Linked DNA regions of Sus scrofa: regions 1 and 3 are each linked to region 2. A link is a contact called in public promoter capture Hi-C data. All regions are on one chromosome and are shown on one strand. Each heading gives the region's core, a stretch centred on a gene start, on an enhancer-like site or on the middle of the called end of the contact. The rest is flanking DNA. Distances are from core to core; before and after follow the strand shown.

The links. Promoter capture Hi-C pulls out the DNA fragments that hold promoters and counts their contacts.
Region 1: a contact with region 2 is called in a promoter capture Hi-C map of liver, with 4 times the contacts expected there. The contact joins the promoter of UBE2Q1 here to the enhancer-like site in region 2. A contact is called at or near these places in 3 of 5 promoter capture datasets (fetal liver and liver), 28 of 47 Hi-C or Micro-C datasets (alveolar macrophages, blood, brain and 15 more) and 2 of 2 datasets of contacts at active chromatin or transcription factors (alveolar macrophages and skeletal muscle).
Region 3: a promoter capture Hi-C map of liver shows a contact between it and region 2, with 3 times the contacts expected there. The contact joins the promoter of IL6R here to the enhancer-like site in region 2. A contact is called at or near these places in 2 of 5 promoter capture datasets (both in liver) and 6 of 47 Hi-C or Micro-C datasets (alveolar macrophages, blood, liver and 3 more).

Annotation. Positions count from the first base shown.
Region 1 is chr4:95,219,189-95,222,444 of Sscrofa11.1, reverse strand. It overlaps UBE2Q1 (ubiquitin-conjugating enzyme E2 Q1), which reads right to left and starts at 1,296. Exons shown (of 15, transcript XM_001929469.6): 1 at 1,118-1,296; 2 at 1,089-1,115; 3 at 848-1,086. The coding sequence starts at 1,172.
Region 2 is chr4:95,302,093-95,305,572 of Sscrofa11.1, reverse strand. SHE (SH2 domain-containing adapter protein E) reads right to left here. Exons shown (of 6, transcript XM_001929442.4): 6 at 1-1,966. The coding sequence ends at 1,780. Among named protein-coding and RNA genes, the nearest start is that of TDRD10, 19 kb to the right of the region's middle. Within about 2 kb of position 1,467, at least 5 of the 83 cell types and tissues checked have an H3K27ac peak or open chromatin away from gene starts, as enhancers often do. A contact at or near this core is called in liver and retroperitoneal adipose tissue, where this site is marked.
Region 3 is chr4:95,379,089-95,382,699 of Sscrofa11.1, reverse strand. IL6R (interleukin 6 receptor) reads left to right here and starts at 1,633. Exons shown (of 10, transcript NM_214403.1): 1 at 1,633-1,717. The coding sequence starts at 1,633.

The sequences.
Region 1 (3,256 bases), core at 47-2,546, 83 kb after region 2:
TAAGTGCTACACCATGCAGTATCAGGCATTCCCAGATTATCAGAGGCCAAACCTCTTCACAGGATGTTTGAGGGTATAGCCTAGGACATGTAAGGTGCCTCCTACTCTAGCGCACCTAGGATGGTATGATGTTCACTAGGAAAAAAGAAGGAACTGTCAGAATAAACGGGATAGCCCCCAAACGTCACCATCATTACCAGGAAAGGCAAGAACCCAAGACAACGAGAGATACCCACAGGGACCAGGAGGGGAGTGGCGACTACCAGCTGGGGCAAGAGGAGAGTTAGAGGTTATACCAGAATAAAAGGGAATCCAAAAAGAGGAGTCGCTGAACTGCAAACTATCACTTAATAAAACTGAAAGAGGGGCTAAATAAGAGATGCCTGGGCAGGGATCCCACAGGTGGCAACGTCCTAAATCAAAGGTGCTACTGAAAAGGGGGCATCACTGAAATCTGCAGAGTTCCAAGGGAGGTCCTTCCAGCTCAAGTCAGTGCAGCAGCCTGGAACCTTCAGGTGATAGTGGGGGGATGAGAGGGGCATTCTTGGGTGGCAAGGTAAAGTTGCTTAGTAGCCAAAATCATGAACCCATGGATGTGGGTGGGTTAGTGGAAAGGGGTAGTTGAGGCGCCATATGTCGGGTGTCCCTCACTATGAAGGGCAGAGATTCTTTCCAGGTGCACGACAGAACCTCAAACGGCACAAACAAGTGTAACCTGGAGAAAAGGAGCCTAGCCCCGAGAGGGGGATTCGGCCTCCCAGGTCTTTGGAGAGCAAAAAGCCGTGTGGGGTAATCCCGAGTCCCAGACAAGAGGTCCCCAGAGACGCGCACGCGAAGGGGTCCTCACCGTGATGTTGCAGTGGATGCGGACAGGATCCCCAGGCACCGACCCCCGTGGGGGGAGATGAGGTCCGGGCGCGGCCCCCGCCCCGGCCCCTCCGGCCCCAGCCAGCAGGAACTCGCAGCTCAGCTCGTCTAGGCAGGCGCTGGCAATGCGGAAGCGCTCGTGGCCGCGGTGGAAGATGGACTCGAGCAGCTTCAGCTCCCGCCTCAGGCAGGGCCCCGGCCCCGGGCCCCCCCCGGGCCGCCCCCGGCCCCCGGCGCCGCCCCCTGGCCCCCAGCTGCTGCCCCGGCCCCGGCTGCTGCTGCCCCTGCGGCTGCGGCTGCTGCATCCTCCGCTCCGCTCCGCTCCGGGGCCGGCGGGCCGGGAGCCTCCGGCCTCCGCTCCGGGCTCCGCCGCCGCCGCCGCCGCCGCCGCCGCGGTCCGCACTTCCTGATCCCCCCTTCGCCAAGATGGCGCCGCCGCCACCTCTGGGACAGGGCCCCCCCCCTCCGCTCCCTGGCCCCCCCCACAGCCGCCGGAAGCCGCGCGCCCCTCCTCCTCCTTCTCGGAGACTCCGCCTCCGTCCCCTCTCACGTGACTTCGCTGTTCTGACCTCCTTCACGTGACACCTCTCTTCTTCCCGCCCCTTGTTCTCCGCGGCCACCCTCCACATGTGACCCAGGGCTTCAGCTCGCGGCTTGCAGAGCCTCAGTGCGTGTTTACGTACGGCGGGTGTGCGTGCGTGCGTGCGTGCGACGGCCCTCGCCGGCTCTCCCCTCTCACGTGACCCGGCGCCGCGTGCTCCCAGGGGCTACTTGTGCGGGACTCTGTTTCCTGCTCTGGGCCCTTTTACGCCGAGCACCGGTGAACGTGCCGGGCGCTCGGTGGTCGGAAGAAAGACGGAGAGCTGCGGTCGCCTATTTGCTTTGTCCTGCGCACCCACGCTTGTCCTCGGCGCAGGGTGCCCGAGCCTCTGTCCCCTTGGGCACACACTGAATGAGGGACATGGGATTGGAGAATGAGCCGGATTGGCAGGGCCAGGACCCTCTGTGACCTTGGGTTAATTACCTTCCCTCATTTCTCTCATCTGTGCAATGACAGATGAGGATAGTAATGCTTGCTTTGCCTCCCTCCGAGGATTGGAATTGAAATCACGAAGTGATTGCTGGTCGATTATGTACGAAGAGTAGCCAATAAGCTAACCTTTCACGGCTATCAGACTCTCGGGGTCTGGACGACGTTTGGGGTGGGACGGCACGGGCTTCCTCTGCGGTGTCATGGGAGCAGTGCATGACTAGTTTACACCATTAACCCGGCAGTAAGATGGAGGGACGCAAGCCTGGGCGGACCACTTTCCCAGTCTCAAGTCCTAAGCGCTAACACCTTGTCGCAGTGGTCCCGGCATTGCCGGGGATAGGCAGCAGTGCCTCTGGAGCCTCGCTAGGTGGCACTATCACAAAGGACAAAGCTGGCAGAGGTTCCAGAGACCCATAGTTGGCGTTCCTTTGCCAAGGGCAGGTGTTAGCCTGTGGAAAGGCCCGGGGGATTCTACCAAGACGCCTCGGGGCTTGAGAACCTGGCCAGATCGCCTCTTTCTCCTCTCACTTGGCTTAAAGTGAGTTAACATTTATTTGAAGTTGACCTCGGTGCTTCCTATTGGGCTACTCATTTATGTCGTCAGTGGTGGTTGATTAAAAGTCTTCTTTGCCTAAGTTGGGCTCTTGGTATTTAAAGATGATTGAGGTGTAGAACTAGCCTAGGGCTGTTTTATCTCCTTTGAGGAGACTGAAGAGTTTGCTGCATGTCACCTCTGTCTGAATGTGCAAGTTGGGAGCATAAAAGGTTGTGGTAAGAACTCCCATTTATTGATCTATATTCAAATCTTGTAATAACTTGTAATGGAAAATACTCTGAAGTATTATTTCAGAATATATATGTGAATCACTTTGCCATACACATGAAACAGAGTATTGCCGATCAAGTATACCTCTTTTAAAAAGAATTCCTGTTTACTGAATACTTCCTGAGTCAGGGGATCCTGCAAATGTTTCTAATTACCCAACAACATTGCCAGGGCAGCTTTTTATCTATTTTACAAGTAGGGAAAAGGAGTGACTGCCCAAGGATTTACAGCTAGTAAGCAGAGTTCCCGGGCATGTCTCCAAAGTCCATGCCCTAACCCACTCTCTGCCTTCCTCTGATGCTCTCTCAAGAAGTTTTCACCGGAGTTCCCATTGTGGCGCAGTGGGAACAAATCTGACTAGGAACCATGAGGTTACGGGTTCGATCCCTGGCCTTGCTCAGTGGGCTAAGGATCCAGCGTGGCCATGAGCTGTGGTGTGTGTCGCAGACACAGCTAGGATCCTGTGTTGCTGTGGCTGTGGCGTAGGCCAGCAGCTGTAGCTCCGATTAGACCCTCAGCCTTGGAACCTC
Region 2 (3,480 bases), core at 218-2,717:
AGGTCGCAGGTGCCACCCAAAAGAAAAAAAAAAGGCAAAAGTTTTATCAGTCCTTTTTTTTTTTTTTGGACCAAGCCATGCCTGTAGCATGTGGAAGTTCTTGGGCCAGGGAGCAAACCCACGTCACAGCAGTGACCCAACCCAATGCAGTGACAATGTGGGACCGTTAACCCACTCTGCCACAAGAGAACTCCAGAACATTCATTACAAAAATCGTTGCGATCCAGTGAGAAAAAGTTTCTTTCAAATTTTTAAAATCAAAATCATGACCCTTTGGCTACGATCTTAATAAAGAAGCAAATATGTACTAATCTCTAATTATAACAGTAAATGATGACTGATAACTAGAAGGATATGTTTCCCTAAAAATTAACCCAAATCAACATTTTTTTTTTGTGCATTTAATATTAGTTACCAAAGTTAACTTTTCGGTGATGACAGGCAGCACATTTGTATCTAGACCAGTTTTAAGAACCAAATTACAAAGCCCAGAATACAGAAACATCTGCGCAGTTGTAATTATAGAGACCCTCACTGTAGCTTCTCACAGTACGCCATTCCCGCAGGTTTTTTTCACAGTAAGTACATTGGTGATATAAGTTCACGGTTAAGTCATAAAGATAACAATGCTATGAATATTATTTTAATATCTTTAAGCAACAGTAGTTAAAGAAGTCTTCAGTCTTTTGAAATATTTTTATGCAGTGCAAACTGGTCTGCTTTGTACAGCATGAGAGAAACCTTACGGGCTTTAGAGAATCAGTTCCCACAATCAGATCCCAGGGTTTTATAGAGAGTTTTTGTTTTTTTTAAGTTACTCTAAAAATACAAAGCAAATCCAATTTTAGGGATTAAAAATTAAAAATGGTTCCAATAACAACTAAAATGCACAAAAGAGGAAACAAAAGATTTGAGAAGTTCTGTAGAAGCATCCAATATAAAAATACATTGTAAATTTGTTTTGCAGACTTTCAGATTTGCTAAAAATAAAAAATGAAATCTTTGTTGTGTATTTTATCCTGTGATTCAGAAGGACGGTAACGCTGCCAATGCTAAATTATATTGGTGATTCTTAAATCGGGGCTATCTTCCTTCCTATTTATGCTTATATTACTGATTGGCTGAGAAATGATGAAAAAGTCCTCAGAGACTGAGAAAACACAAACTTTCTTAGAAGGCTGGCTGACAAAATAATCCTTTGGCCAGACCCTAACGCTGTGAATTTTCATGCACTCCAGAGCTTAGCTAGGACCCTCGAGAGAGAAAGACAGCTTTCTCCAAAATGCCTACCACTTAACTTATTTTCCACTGTTCATGCTTTTCCCCGAGAAGGGCTCCTGTATTACCTGTTCTTTGAGCCCACATGATCATTGTTTTGTCTTATGTCAAAGCCAAGTGCATTTGTGTTGGTTTGTTTGGAGACCAGGCATTCCAGGGAACAGCTGGCACATTCTTGGACAACCTTCCTATCTCTGGACTCTGGACTTACCTTTCCTGAGGGTCATGCCCCAAACAGAACACCCTACTCCAGAGAGTGGAGGCAACTGGTCCATGCTGGTTTCTTATTGTGGAACGACTGAGCAAGGAGAAAAGGGACCGGTCAGGAACCAAGTGTCACAGAATGGATTCAAGGTCAAAGATTTTTGGACTTCTAAATGAAGAGTCCCGCTTCCTCCCAAATACTGTGGTGCAGTTCAGCCCTGTCTCCTGAGATGCCGGTTGGGTGCGGATGCCCTCCGAGGTGCAAGAGGCCCCGCCGGGGCTTTTGGTGGCTGAACCTTAGTGCAGCTTGCTGTGTACAGGGTAGAGTAAGGTCATGTGTTCTGCCCCCTTGAAGGGCAACTTCTCGTTGGAATAATAGTGTACCACTTCCGGGATGCTGTCGAAGACAGCGCTCGTCTGATTCAGGGTGTATTTGTTGTCTTTGGTCTGAGCCACGATGATGTGGACACAGCCTTGACTCGTCCTGGAACAAGACCAAAATCAAGGAGAAGATGTGAATGGGGGAACAGAGGGTCCCTTCCACTGAAAACAATCCTAGCCTGATTCACGGGCCAAAAGGTTCCCATCCATCCCCGGAACTGTCACGCACAAACAGGAAGGTTTCTAGCACCCCACTGGATGCTCCGAAGCTTCGCAGCCCTCAGCTAAATGGGTATCATCCGTGGGTTGTGGATCCTTGAGACACACAAGTCATCAGGCACTCGACCAAAAAAGAAAAAAAAAAAAAAAAAAGCCCAGTCCCTTCTGCCCGCACCCCCCAACTGGCAAACTAGTGCTTAAGCCCCAGGATGAAACCACGACAGGGAGGTTTAAACTCACCCTGTGTGAAGGCTAAAAGGACATGTGTAAGGTTTCCTCCTTTCCTCCCCAAAGAACACATTAAGAATAATAATAATAATAAAACTGTTCCCCCCCCCCAGTCTGGAAGGACTGTTCCTGGTTGTGTATAATGACAGCTGGCACCGAAGGCTCAAAGATCTAATCCACCCGTACCAGTTTCAGGAACACAGCAAAGCTATTCCTGGTATTGTGTATCTGGTGGCCTATCCCGTTTTCTGAGCCATGTTGCTCCCCTCCCCAACCTCTTTTCCCCTCCAGTCTGATTGTTTCAGCTGCAGGGGCTCAGCTTCCTCAGGAAGGAAATGCTGTTAGCGCGCTTGACAATGATCCTCCAATATAGCAGCACTGAACTTGCAGAGCAATGAGAATTTCCATGACACCAGCGCCACCAGGCCTGCCAGGCCAAACGAATGTTCTGGGTCCAATGGGGCAGAGGAGTCATGGCAAGGCAGTGTCTCCTTCTTCGCCCGGAAGAAATGGGTACCAAAATTGCAGCTGGCATGTTGACAGTCAAGGGATCTGATCTATCCGAGTCCCAAACACTGGGGAATAAAAGAAGGACTGAACCACCCTGTTGGAAATTCTTTTTAAAAAAAATTTTCCAATTTGGTTTTTAAAAATTATAATTGATGTACAATGTTTCTTCAATTTCTGTTGTACAACAAAGTGACCCAGTCACATATATATATGTACATGCTTTTTTTTTTTTTTCATACTATCTTCCGTCATGTTCCAACCCAAGAGATGGGACATAGTTCCTTGTGCTGCACAGTAGGACACTATATATCCAGAATCATATCCAGAAATTCTTCTTTTTATCAGGACTTACTGAAGTAGGTCTTCTCTTTTTTTTTAATTTTTAAATTCTTTTTCTTATTTCTCAAGTATAGTTGATTTACAGTGTTGTGCCAATTTCTGCTGTACATCTGAGAGGACCTACTTTAGACCAGGTAATGTAAGGCAGAAACTGATTAATGGACAATGGTAATGAAATAGGACTCTCTTTATTCTAAGAGATATTGGTACATTTACCAAATATCAATTCTGCATTCTCATCAGTGCATGTCACATTCTGTCGTTCAAGCAAAGGCATTTTATTTTCTGGCAATAAGTGCCCTCGTGAATCGGAGGTCCTGC
Region 3 (3,611 bases), core at 384-2,883, 77 kb before region 2:
CTCGGGCAAGGACTGAACCCGTGCCACAGCAGTGATCCGAGTCACAGGAGCGACAATGCTGGATCCTTAATCCACTGAGCCACCAAGGAATTTTAAACAGCAGGAGAAAGGGCCAGTGCCAAAAGATCTACCTTCCAACATGTTTTTTTCCCTCGCCTGTGGGTGTGGCTGGAGCAAGCCCACCCAAACCAGCCTCTGGCATGGGGTGGGTCGGGGCAGGTGCCTGGTTCTGCCAAGCACTGCTGATGGGAGGTTCCCACAGAGAAACCTAGAAGCACGCCGGCTGCATTGCAGAAACCCTATTTCTTCAGGCCGGATCCTATCCCCTGGGGGCTTCCACCAAACCATGCCCACTCCTGCTGCCCCAGGAGCCTTGGTCCTGGTCCTGAAGCCCAAAGTGGAAAAGCACATCTTCATAGGCACTTGCTGGGCCAGAAACTTCTCAGCCTAGACCTTATTTCAGTAATTTTCATTCCTTCCAAACTCAGCTCTGAGGCCACCTGTCAGATTCAGGGTCCCTGGGGAACCTTGGTGGGCCCTTTAAAGAGATGGTTGTGGTTGCTTCTGAAAGCCAAGTACCAGTTTCTATCTATCACATCAGGAGGGTGGACGTGCCTGTTTTGACATCGATGGAGCACCTGTGGTCTGGACCCTGTGTCAAGTGTGTAGATCTTTATAACCATGGTATCTTCATAACCATCCTGATATTGACTTTCTTATCTCTCTCTGACATAAGAGGAAACAGAAACTCAAAAGATTTCACACAGCTGTCACAGAAGGTGGAGGTCTGGAGGGGATACTTCCATTTGGAAGCTTCCAGAGCCCAAATCTGTCCCTGGCCTGTGCTGCAGGGAACACAGGCACGGAGAAAGGATGAACCTTTACTCTATCGAGGATCTCGATGCCCGAGCCTCATCCCAGATCCATTAAGTCAGAATCAAATCCATTAAATCTCTGGGCGTGAAGCGATACATCGGTGGCTTTGGGGGCTCCCCGAGTGATTCCGAGGGGGCAGAAAGGGCTGCCAATCGCTGCTTTACTCTAACAGTAAGAGGCACATCGCCTCCTCCAGGCTCTCCAGGTGCTCCTTTCACAGAGTAATCCTGGTCACGAAACCAAAAATCAAAACCGAGCTGGTGGCGTCTAATTCTCCTGTTCTCATCAATAGAAGGAGAGGGAGGGAGAGTTCGCCCCCGCTGGGCTCGGGGCTCAGGGCCTCGCGGCTCAGGTGCGGCGCTGCGGCCGGAAGCCACCCCCTCCGCTCGGCCGGTGCGCGGGGCTGTTGCGCCATCCGCTCCGGCTTTCGTAACAGCACTCTGGGCCGGCCGAGAGACGACTCCAGCGCGAGTTCCTCAAATGTTTTCCTGCGTTGCCAGGACCGTCCGCTGCTCTGAGTCATGTGCAAGTGGGAAGTCGCACTGACAAGGAGCCCAGCCAGAGGGAGCCGAGTCGAGTGCGGCGCGGGGCTCGGGGACTAGCCTTGCGTGCTGAGCGCGGGCCCCCCGGGGATGGGGGCTGCCCTCGGGGCTTGAGCCCGCCCGCCGCCCCGCCCCGGCCGCCCGGCCGCCCGGCCGCCCGCCCGCCTGCCTGGCTGCCTCTCTGGGATCATGGGGCATTAGCTGAGGAGGAAGCATGCTGGCCGTCCGCTGCGCGCTTCTGACCGCTCTGCTTGCCGCGCCCGGGATGGCGCTGGCCCCGAGGGGCTGCTCCAAACTGGGTAAGGGCTTCGGGCGCACCTGAAGGGCTTGGACAGCTGGTGGGTGGGGGAACCTCTGCGGCTGCCGCAGACTCAGGGCAGCGGAGGGAGGCAGGAGGGGTGACGGCCCCCCCTGGTCGGGGCTAGTTTGGGTCCCCGCGGCACAAGGTGCGGTCCCGGGCTGCCCCGGCTGTCCGGTGGCGGCCCCTCGCTCGCGCGCCCCCTGCTGCGTCCTGCGCCTTTGGCCGGGCGCGCTCTCCCCGTGACGGCTCTGTGGCCGGGAAGCTCCCTGCGGTCTGCGTCCAGGACAAGGTGTGTTCTCGTATGTCCTTCCCAGGGCCCCCGGGAATCCTTACACAGCTGTCCCGGGTTACTTTAAGAGGCGATGCCCTAGCGGAGTGGAGTTCTTGCCCGGGGCGTCCTTGGTACCAGCGCCCCGTTTGCCCCTCAGCTTTGGGGAAGGCACTCCTCCTGGCTCTCCCCTCCGCCCCCTGGGTTCATGTGTGGATGACAGTGCCTTGACTGTGAAGGGACTGATTTCATGGGCTCTGAGTCACGGACTCTCCCGCTGCCTTGTTGCCGGCACTCGCTTAGGCAGACACGAGCTCTAGCAAGCTGGATGCCTACCCCCTGAGAATTGAGGCCAAGTGGGGAGGCTGGCCAGGGATTGGGGCGGCTTGAGGCTGGCACACACTGGACTCCACTGCCAGACCACAGGAGGGGGAGGCAGGGGGACAGGGGGCACTTGTTGCTCCTGCGGACTGTAATCCGCCTCTGGCCGGCAGTCCTTTCTCTGGGCTCTGGCGGCATGCCCAGCTGCGTGTCTAGTCGCTCCTCTGGAGGAGCCGGGCAACTGTTTGTCCAGAGGTTTATTTTAGGGTCTGAGGGCTTCTTTGAGGACACAGTGGAAAACCATGCGGGCAGCCGGCAGGCTTCTGGGAACGGATTGCTGGCGAGGTGGGGGCTCTGGCTTTCACTGCTAGAAGGCACTGCTAGACCCCACGGTGCTCCTGCCCCAATGAACACCCACCCTCTGCCTGTCTCTCACTCCCTGCTGCAGAGAGCTAGAGGCTGATGTGCCTGCAGCTCTCTGCTTTCTGAATGGTTGTGTTCCTTGGCTTTGGAAGAGGAAGGTGAAGGGATTCTTTTTCTTGGCACACATTTATAACTCCTGTGGGTAGTAGCCATTGTTGATGGAGGCCTCTGGTGCTTGACATGAGTTTTCTAATCCTTCACCACGGGATCTAAATCTTACTTGGTTCCAAAGAAGAGACTGAGGGTCACAGAGGTTGGGATAGGAGGTTGTCAGGCTCAGTTGGTGGAGGCCCACTCCTCCATGTTCCTCTGCGCCCATGTGGTAGGTCCCGAAGACTCCCAAATGTAGAACTAGCCCAGCAGGCAGAGCTGGGGGTGTTTGGGGGGCAAGCTGAGGGTCCTCCTTGGCTGGCTGAGCTCTGGGCAGAAGAGGCCAGGGGAAGGGAAGGCCTAGGTTGGTCGGCTGTGCTGTCAGAGGAACCCGAGGCAGGGTTGAGGCCTGGGTCACCTGGGAGGGAGCAAGGCTTCTTTACCTGCCTCTGTTGCTACTCGCACCACACCCCAGGGCACCTGCCCCAGGGGAATGACTGCTGTGGCTGCCGCTTCCTTTTGCTTCTGAGTGATTGCAAGGTACGGTGAGGGCAGCCGGTTGCAATCAGTTCTCCATTTTCCTGGTCCTTAGGTGGGACAGGCAAAGTGGTCTCAAGGCCTGGATGGCCTGTGCAAGGCAGAACTGAGAGTTTGGGGAGGAAGTGAAAGCCCTCCCAGTTCAGAAGGAAAATGCAGAGAAGTAGAAAATACCCAGCTCCCCCCTCCCACACGCACACAGACTCAGCCCACAAACTCAGAGCAAAAATAAAGACCTCGCACAGGAAACATG